Linked DNA regions of Ovis aries: region 1 is linked to region 2. A link is a contact called in public Hi-C data. All regions are on one chromosome and are shown on one strand. The core of a region is the stretch at or near the end of the contact, and the rest is flanking DNA. Distances in the headings are between cores, read along the strand shown. Region 1 holds the start of PLEKHO2 (pleckstrin homology domain containing O2). Region 2 has its middle 42 kb from the start of PTGDR.

What was found. A called contact is a pair of places that touch in the nucleus more often than the background predicts.
Region 1: a Hi-C map of tail adipose tissue shows a contact between it and region 2, with 3 times the contacts expected there. The contact joins the promoter of PLEKHO2 here to the enhancer-like site in region 2. A contact is called at or near these places in 5 of 16 Hi-C or Micro-C datasets (blood, liver, omental adipose tissue and 2 more).

The regions. Positions count from the first base shown.
Region 1 is chr7:43,506,492-43,510,432 of ARS-UI_Ramb_v3.0, reverse strand. PLEKHO2 (pleckstrin homology domain containing O2) reads left to right here and starts at 2,035. Exons shown (of 6, transcript XM_004010530.5): 1 at 2,035-2,157. The coding sequence starts at 2,146.
Region 2 is chr7:43,451,708-43,455,507 of ARS-UI_Ramb_v3.0, reverse strand. No RefSeq gene overlaps it. Among named protein-coding and RNA genes, the nearest start is that of PTGDR, 42 kb to the right of the region's middle. Within about 2 kb of position 1,262, at least 33 of the 54 cell types and tissues checked have an H3K27ac peak or open chromatin away from gene starts, as enhancers often do. A contact at or near this core is called in liver and tail adipose tissue, where this site is marked.

The DNA.
Region 1 (3,941 bases), core at 786-3,285, 54 kb before region 2:
GAGGTTAAAATGACCTTCATGGTCCTCACTGTATGGAGCTCTGTCTTCTTCTCCAGTCTGGTCTCCCTACATCCACACACACCCACACACCCACACACCCACACACCCACACACCCACACACCCACACCCACACATACCTGTTTCCTGCCTCCATACCATTGCTCACATTGTTCCCTCTGCCTGGAATGCTGTTCTGTCTCAGTTTTGGTGCCCTTCCTCTATGCATTTTCCCTCACATTTAACACATAGTTTTCTCTGTTTACATGCCTTTCTCTCTTGATAAAGGCCAAGGACACTTGGTCCTTCTGTTATCTTCCAGCCATTAGTGCGGGGCCTGACAAATAATTAGGGCAAATAAAATATTCGTGTTGAAAGAATGTGTGTAGTGTGGAGGCAACAACTAGAGGGACAGCATAGGCTGGATGGGGAAAAACTGAGACCAAAGTGGTGATCAGTGGCTCACTCCCAGTAGCAACAGAGATGACTGAATTTCAGAACTGACCTCACTCCCACTCCACCCCCACCATGAGTTGCTTCTAGGCAACCACATGAATTCCCCAGGGTCTCTGATCTCAGGCAGGTGGAACCTGAGTTTCTAGATACAGGACCTTCTGAGTCCTCAGGCATTGGGTACACCAGCTGCACAGTTCTGCAGGTTGAGGGACTTGTACCATGTGGTGGCTTTAAGAGGTTGTTGCCATGTACACTGACTGTCTCTGTTTCCCCAAGCTGGATTTTCTTTATCCCTTTAGATGAAGGAAACCAGGCACAGATATGAAGAAAAAGTATGACCCCATCTTCCATCTCCTTGGTCCTGGAGCTCCAGGATGCCCTTTTCCATGCTGGCTGGAAGTGCCTTGGAAGTCTGAGGGCCAGTAGAAGGCAGTGAAAAGGGAGCTGGGTCAACTGGCACAGCTGCTGCTATGGCAGCCAGAGCCAAAGGTCACCATTGATTCCACCCACACTTAATTCTTCCTGCAAAGGCATTAGGCAGGGTTGACCCCGAGAGCTAAGAGGGAAGAGGTGTGTATGTGTGTGTGCGCGCGCGCGCGCGCATGTATGAAGGTGCTGGAGGTTGGGATATAGCCAGTCATCTTTTCTCTGTAGATCTCTGTTTCTCTAAGTGTAAAGTGAGGGCACAAGGTCTAACTAACACCATTATCCTTACATTTCACTTCCCAGCAAGGCTGTCAAGGCTGCAAGATTCACTGCTGGATGGGGGTGGGGGGGACCCCTCAGATACAGGAATTAGAGAGGTGGACAACTCTGAGCAATGCCCAGCGAGGGCAGGAGAACACTGATTTGGGGACCTGTGGCCCTCTCAGGACATCGGGCTCTGAGAGCCAGAGGCAGACCTCCATCCGCAAAGGGACGCGGGAGTCCAGACTCCCAGCCCCAGGTCTTCCCGTTAGACGCCTCTCTTGGGATCCGAGCTCCAGGCGCCGCCCTGCCAGGAGATTCCGGGGAGGAGAACCAGGTCGTTGCTACTACCCCAGGGTCAGGGAGGAAAGAAAGAATCTCTTGATTGCCCCCATTTCTGGGCCGTCCCGGCCGGTTAGCCTAGTCTGGCAACCCCAGCCCACTCGGTCAGGAGATCTCAAAGGCAGAAGCAGTCAGCACCTCGGGGGCTCGCTCGGTCCTGCCCCACCCCGGCCCCGCCCTCGGACCCCGCCTGTTCCCCTCGCCTCCGCCTCTGGCCGGAAGCCCCCTCCTCTCTTCCCTCCCCCTGCCGGTCCCCCGCACCCCTTATTCCTTTCCAGTCCCAGTCCTTCCGCGGGTCAGGGGAACCTCTCTCCGCCCGGTCCCCTCTGTCTTCCTCCAGCTCGGGTTCCTCCATCCAAGTCCCAAGCCCCCGCCGGGCCCCGCCCAGGCTCCTCCCTCGGCCCGGCCCCGGTCCTAGTTTCCCGCCCAGACCGGGGCCTTCAGGCCCCTCTAGTCCCCTCCCCGGACCCCGCCCCCGGCCCCCGGAAGCCTCTCCCCGCCCTCGGCCCCGCCCCCCCGAAGTTTCTTGGGCCCCCGGCAGCCAGCGGGACAGAACGCGCAGAGCCGCCGCCCGGCCGGCGGTTGATGGAGGTATCGGAGACCGCGCGGCGCCGGGAGTGAGCGGCCGAGCGGTCGAGCAGCCGGACCTCAGCGGACTCGTCATGGAAGAGGAGGTGAGGGCCGGGCCGGTCGGGGGGCCTGGGCTGGGGTCTTTGAGACTCTTGCGGCGGCTGGGGTCCCTGGCTCAGGCCCTTGTTCCAGCCAGCCCTTCTCTTGCGGCGGGTCTCCGGACACCCCCACCCACCCTGGCCACGCCAATCCCCCAGGCAGAGCCTAGGCCCGATGAGATGAGGCAGGAGCGGGAGTAAGGGATCGCAGACCCATTCTCCTTCATTTTTTCTGTCTTCTCCCACCAACTGTGGTCGTGGTGGTGCTGGTTGTTCCCATTGGGCAGATGGGGAGACTGAGACTCCGGTGAGTTTGATGACTTGCTAAAAGTAGCATGAGTCGCTGGGCTCGAACCCTTGTTATCACTGACTCCCTGTGCTGTCCACGTCGGATCCTAAAAGGGCACAGTGTGTGTGTGTGTGTTGTGGGCCTGTGGGTTCTGGAATCCTTGTCTCAAGGAATCTTGAGGCTGTGACCCTGTGGCTGGAGGACTGGAGAAGTTGCGTTTTCTCCCCTAAATCCCTGTAGGTCCTTTATCCCTGGTGGGTCCAGCTTCTTCCCTGATTAGTTGTCAGGCCCTGATCAGGGCTGATCCCTGCCCCTGCCATCCTCACATCCCTGGAGGGCTGATTCCCTGGAGGAGCTGGGCAGCTGGACCAGCAGTGGTCCTTGAGCCTCCCTCATTCCCCTCAGGACCTTCATGGTCTGGAGTGTGGTCAAGCACTCTGTGACCCCCGCCCTTTACTTGCAGACTCAGTTCCCTCAGTAGCACCTCTTCCAGGCACGCTGCCAGCACTTAATGTGTGACTGTGGAATGAATAAACTAGGGAGGGGCTTGCTGAGACTAGAGGATTTTGCTTCTGGTCCCCCAAGGGGGTCTCAGCTTCTGCCCCTCCCAAACCCAGGGGAGGGGCTATGTCTTTGCGTGGATAGGTGGGGAGGAAAGATGAAACCTTCACTCTTGGGGCAACCCTGGCCAGCTGAGGACCAGACTGCCTGTGTCCCCATCCGCGCTCATCTCCCTGCTTCCTGGGACCACTGTCCAGGAGCAGCTGGGGTATCTGTCCGAGTTCCCTCAGGCCAGGCCCTGCACTTCTGTGGGATGGTAGATAAGTCACTTCCCCTCTAAGCCTGCATTTCCTCTTTTATAAAATATTGGGCCTGGTCTCCTCCCCGGGTCTTGATTGTAGCCCCTTCTCTCAGAGTGGGTGGAAATAGGGGGCACAGTCAGGCCACTATGATTTGCTGTGGTTTCTTGCTGACAGGGGTGGGGCTCCCTTACCCTTACTGTGAGGGCTGGGCTTCTTCCTCTCCTCTTCTCCCAGAGGATGTGGGACAGGACTACTCGATCTCCGAGCTGCTCTGGCCACCGCACCCCCCTCAATTAAGGGAAGTTCTCCTGGGGCCTCTTCGTCCAATGGCTTGTCTGGTGGTCAACCCGGCCCTCTACTCCTCTGGTCTTGAGTCTCTAACATTGCCATTTACTAACTCCCAGATGCCAAAAGCTCCCTGCGTACCTAGGGTATCTAAAGCTTTGCCCACCACCTCCCTGCATGACCAGGGGCTCCCTGTTCTCTACCCCTCCTTTGGCATCCCTCTTTTCCTCCCGTTTCTTCTCCCCACCACTTCCTCTTGTTTCTCCAGGCCTCAGTACCCATCTCCTTTCTCTTAAACACTGCTTAGATTGTAGTCACCTTCTCTGCCCCATGACCCCAGGCTGGCCTCCTCACCTCACTCGCAAATGGCTCCTTTTTCCTCCATATAATAGGATGGTAGTTTCCTCAGGTTG
Region 2 (3,800 bases), core at 13-2,512:
TTGCACCTCAATTTATCTCACCATCCTCTACTGATAGACTCTTGGATTGGTTCCAGTTCTTTGCTATCATTACAGACAACACTACAGCAGACACTCTTGCACATTTATCTCTGCCCGCTCACTTATATTACTTCTATGGTATAGATTCTTAGAGGAGTTGTCGAGCATAAAGTATATGTATCTTTTAAAAAATTCTGATAACTCTTGTCAAATTGCCTCAATATCTGGTCCCATTTTCCCCTCCACTGCTTTTGTTTCCATACCTTCCATACTATTTGCACATTTTTTGAGCATTGTTTTGCCAAGTATTATTAGGCCTCGTTTTCAAATGAATACACCAGGGCTGAATTAGCCACCATGCATGTCTTCAAGGGTTCGCTGTCTGGCAGGATTGGAGTGGGGATAGCAGCGTGGTGCAGAATGATAGCTGCGGACAGTTATTTCCATCAAAGCCAGAGCTGGCACCAAAGACTGGACCATAGGCTCTGGGAACCTGCAAGAAAGAGCAGCATTTTGGGTCTGGGGCCACACTGACTGGGCTGGCAGAGCCCTGGGCTGTGGGCACTATCCCTGGACTCAGTCCAGGCCTGGGTGGCCTCCTTACAGAGCCCTGGGACCCAGACCTCACTGTGCAGGTGGACTGGGCTTTTACAGCAGGCTGGCCCTGGCTCCTGCTCTGGGGCTCACACCCGAAGCTGTCCCATTTCCCCACCCAGGAATGCCAGGTTATCACACCCCTTCTCCACATCCCTTGTCCCGCTCTTTGCGACCACATGGACTGTAGCCCACCAGGCTCCTCTGTCCATGGAATTTTCCAGGCAAGAGTCCTGGAGTGGGTTGCCATTTCCCACAGTAATTTCCAAATGTTCTGTATGAATAAAGTCTTTCTACCTTTTCCTTCAAGATTAGAAAGGCTCAAGGTTCTCTGGGAGGTCCCTGGTGAAGCGGGAAATAAGGGGAGTGGGAATTAAACTGGAAGTTAACGCCACATTACTAACATCCCTGCCACAACTCGCCCTCACCCAAGTTCTTAGCCTGGCATTCGAGGACTTTCACTGGCAATTTTGGGGAAAGCCTCAGAGAAGAGAGCAGCAGGAAATCCAGAGTGGAAGACACAGCAGGGAGAGCCTCCTCCTTCACCGGAGGACACAGTCAACCACAGCTCAGACTACAGCCTGTGTCCACCACCCTATCTGGTGATGGCAACAGATTCCTTACACTCTCAGCTCTTTGCCGGCTCTGGCTCCCCTGCTTGTCGACAATGGGAACTGCAGTCGAGCAGAACCGGCTCCTCCCACTCCCGGAGGAGTTCCGGGGGGAGGTGCAGCTTGGGGAAGCAGGGCGCCCGCGCGCCCCATAGCTCTTGTCCGTTTCCTCCCCACCGGGGTGCTTGCTTGCGCTGTTTCCTCAGGTTTTCCCCCAGATCGCTTTTCTCCTGACGACAGAGCTGCCCCCTAGAGTTGGATTACCCCCGCGGACCCACCTGAAGGACGTCCTCTGTCCTTATCAGCAATCGTGGTCGCTGCCCCGCCCGGGACCAGCGCTGGGTGAGGCGCCTTAGCTGGATTCCACTCTGAACTCATACTTGTTTGCAGTGCGTCTCTGGGCGAATCATTAACCTTTCTTGAACTTCACTGTCTCCTCTGTAAAATGGAGCTTAGATTTACTATTTACTAGCGCCTGTTGGGCTGCCGTATATGGGGGTCGCACACAGTCGGACACGACTGAAGCGACTTAGCAGCAGCAGCAGCAGCATTTGCATTCCTAGGGATGACAAGATGGGATGGTCCAGATGGCAGGTGGAGAGCAAGATAATAATCACCACCATAATGGGTCACTCCCTGGGTGCGGGGGACTGCTCTAGGCATTTTGAAATGGCCCTATAAAAAGGTATTATTCACAGATGAGGTATCATCCACTAGTTAAGAAACAGATTTAGTGATTATCCCAGAGTCAGACAGCTAGAGGCAAAGCTGGGACTGGACAAGGGTGGCCATGGGTACACAAGTGCTGGGAAGAGTGGGTGCGGGTCCAAGGTTTATGAGTTTAGCAGGGTGTTGAGGCCTGAAAAATATCCAGCTGCTCCTCCCTTTGGGTCATTATTCAATGTTTTCGGATAATGGATTATTCATGCCTTCTTAATGCTTTTGTGGGCAGAGACCTCAAAGACCATCCGTGCTGCTTTCCTTATGGAGAGCCAGGGAGAGACTTGTCCAGGGTCACGCTGGCTGGGCAGCTCCTTCCCTGTGCGCCTGCTCCTCCACCCACCCTTCTTCGTGGGAGCAGTTATAGTGGGGAATGCTCCTTCCCACCCACAAACTGCCCACTCAGTACAGGTCCCTCTGTGGGACCTCCCGCTGGCCACTCCTCACCCCACTTGGCCAGGGCCTTTTGCTACTCCCCTCCTCTCCCTCCTTCAGATACTCTCGGTCCCTCCGCCCTCACAGGGGTAATGCCCTGACCAGTGCCTCCCCCGGCTCCCAAGTGCTGGCATAAAATCAGCCAATATTTTACCACTCTGTGCTTGTCATGTGCATCTTTGTTTTGTTTTGTTAGAAAGGGGTTAAGCAACAGCAGTAGAAGGTTGTTGTGTCGGTCAGGATCCATTTGGGAAACAGAATCTCTTTGCGGTTGCATGATAGAGGCTTTATGATAGTAATTTGCCTTGCACAGTTGTGGAAGGAGCTGGGGAAGACAGTGACCAGAAGGGGAGTTACAGCATCAGCGGAGTCAGTAATCATTCTGAGAAGCCAAGTTGGTCCAGCTGTGAAGGGGAACCACAGGGGAAGCTCCAGGAGGTCTGTGGGAAGCTGTTTCCTCTGTGTAGAGGATGCCTCTGGGTCTGCACTGAGCATCTGTGGTGGCAGGAGGCCACTACTGGTCAGTTGGATCATCAGTGGGGAATAAAAGTTGGATATGGAGTGGAGGAGAGAACAGGAGGATGCTGCAGGTCTTAGATAACTGACTATAACAACCTTCAGAGACTTGACTTTGAAACCTGTAAACATTTTATATAGTTCTAAAACAAAAGTATGTTAAACGTATCTAAACAGTTCACTGCTGTACGTGATATATGAAAGAGTAAATCCTAAGAGTTCTCATCACATGGGAAAATTTTTTTTTTCCCTCTTCTTTAATGTTGTATCTTCATGAGATGATGAATGTTCACTAAGCTTAGTGTGGTAATCACTTAATAATGTATATAAATCACATCGGTATCCACACAGTGCTGTATGCCAATTACAGCTCAATAAAATTGGAATGGAAAAAATCTAAAAAGGAAAATGAGGACTTACCTGGTGATCCATTAGTTGAGAATCTGTCTGCCAATGCAGGGAACATGGGTTCAATCCCTGCTCTGGGAAGATTCCACATGCTGCAAGCTGCAGCTACTGAGCCCATGTGCCGCAGCTGCTGAAGCCGGAATGCTCTAGAGCCCATGCTCTGAAATAAGAAAAGCCACTGGAATGAGAAGTCGGCACTTCACAAATTGAGATTAGCCCCCACTCGCAGTAACTGGAGAAAGCGCTAGAGAAAGCCCACACATAGCAGTGAAGACCCAGCACAGACAAACATAAATAAATGACTAAATAATTGTTTAAAAAGCAAAATGAAATAAATAAACCTCTGCCTGTTGAGTTGGTAGCATAATCACATAGAGAGGAACTATTCAAAGTGGCTTTAAAACAGTAGTGTGGACTATACAGTTACCTCTTGGTATCTTCGAGGGATTGGTTCCAGCACCCCTGATGGCCAAATCTGCAGATGTTCAGGTTCCATATAGAGAGGCATAGTGTTTG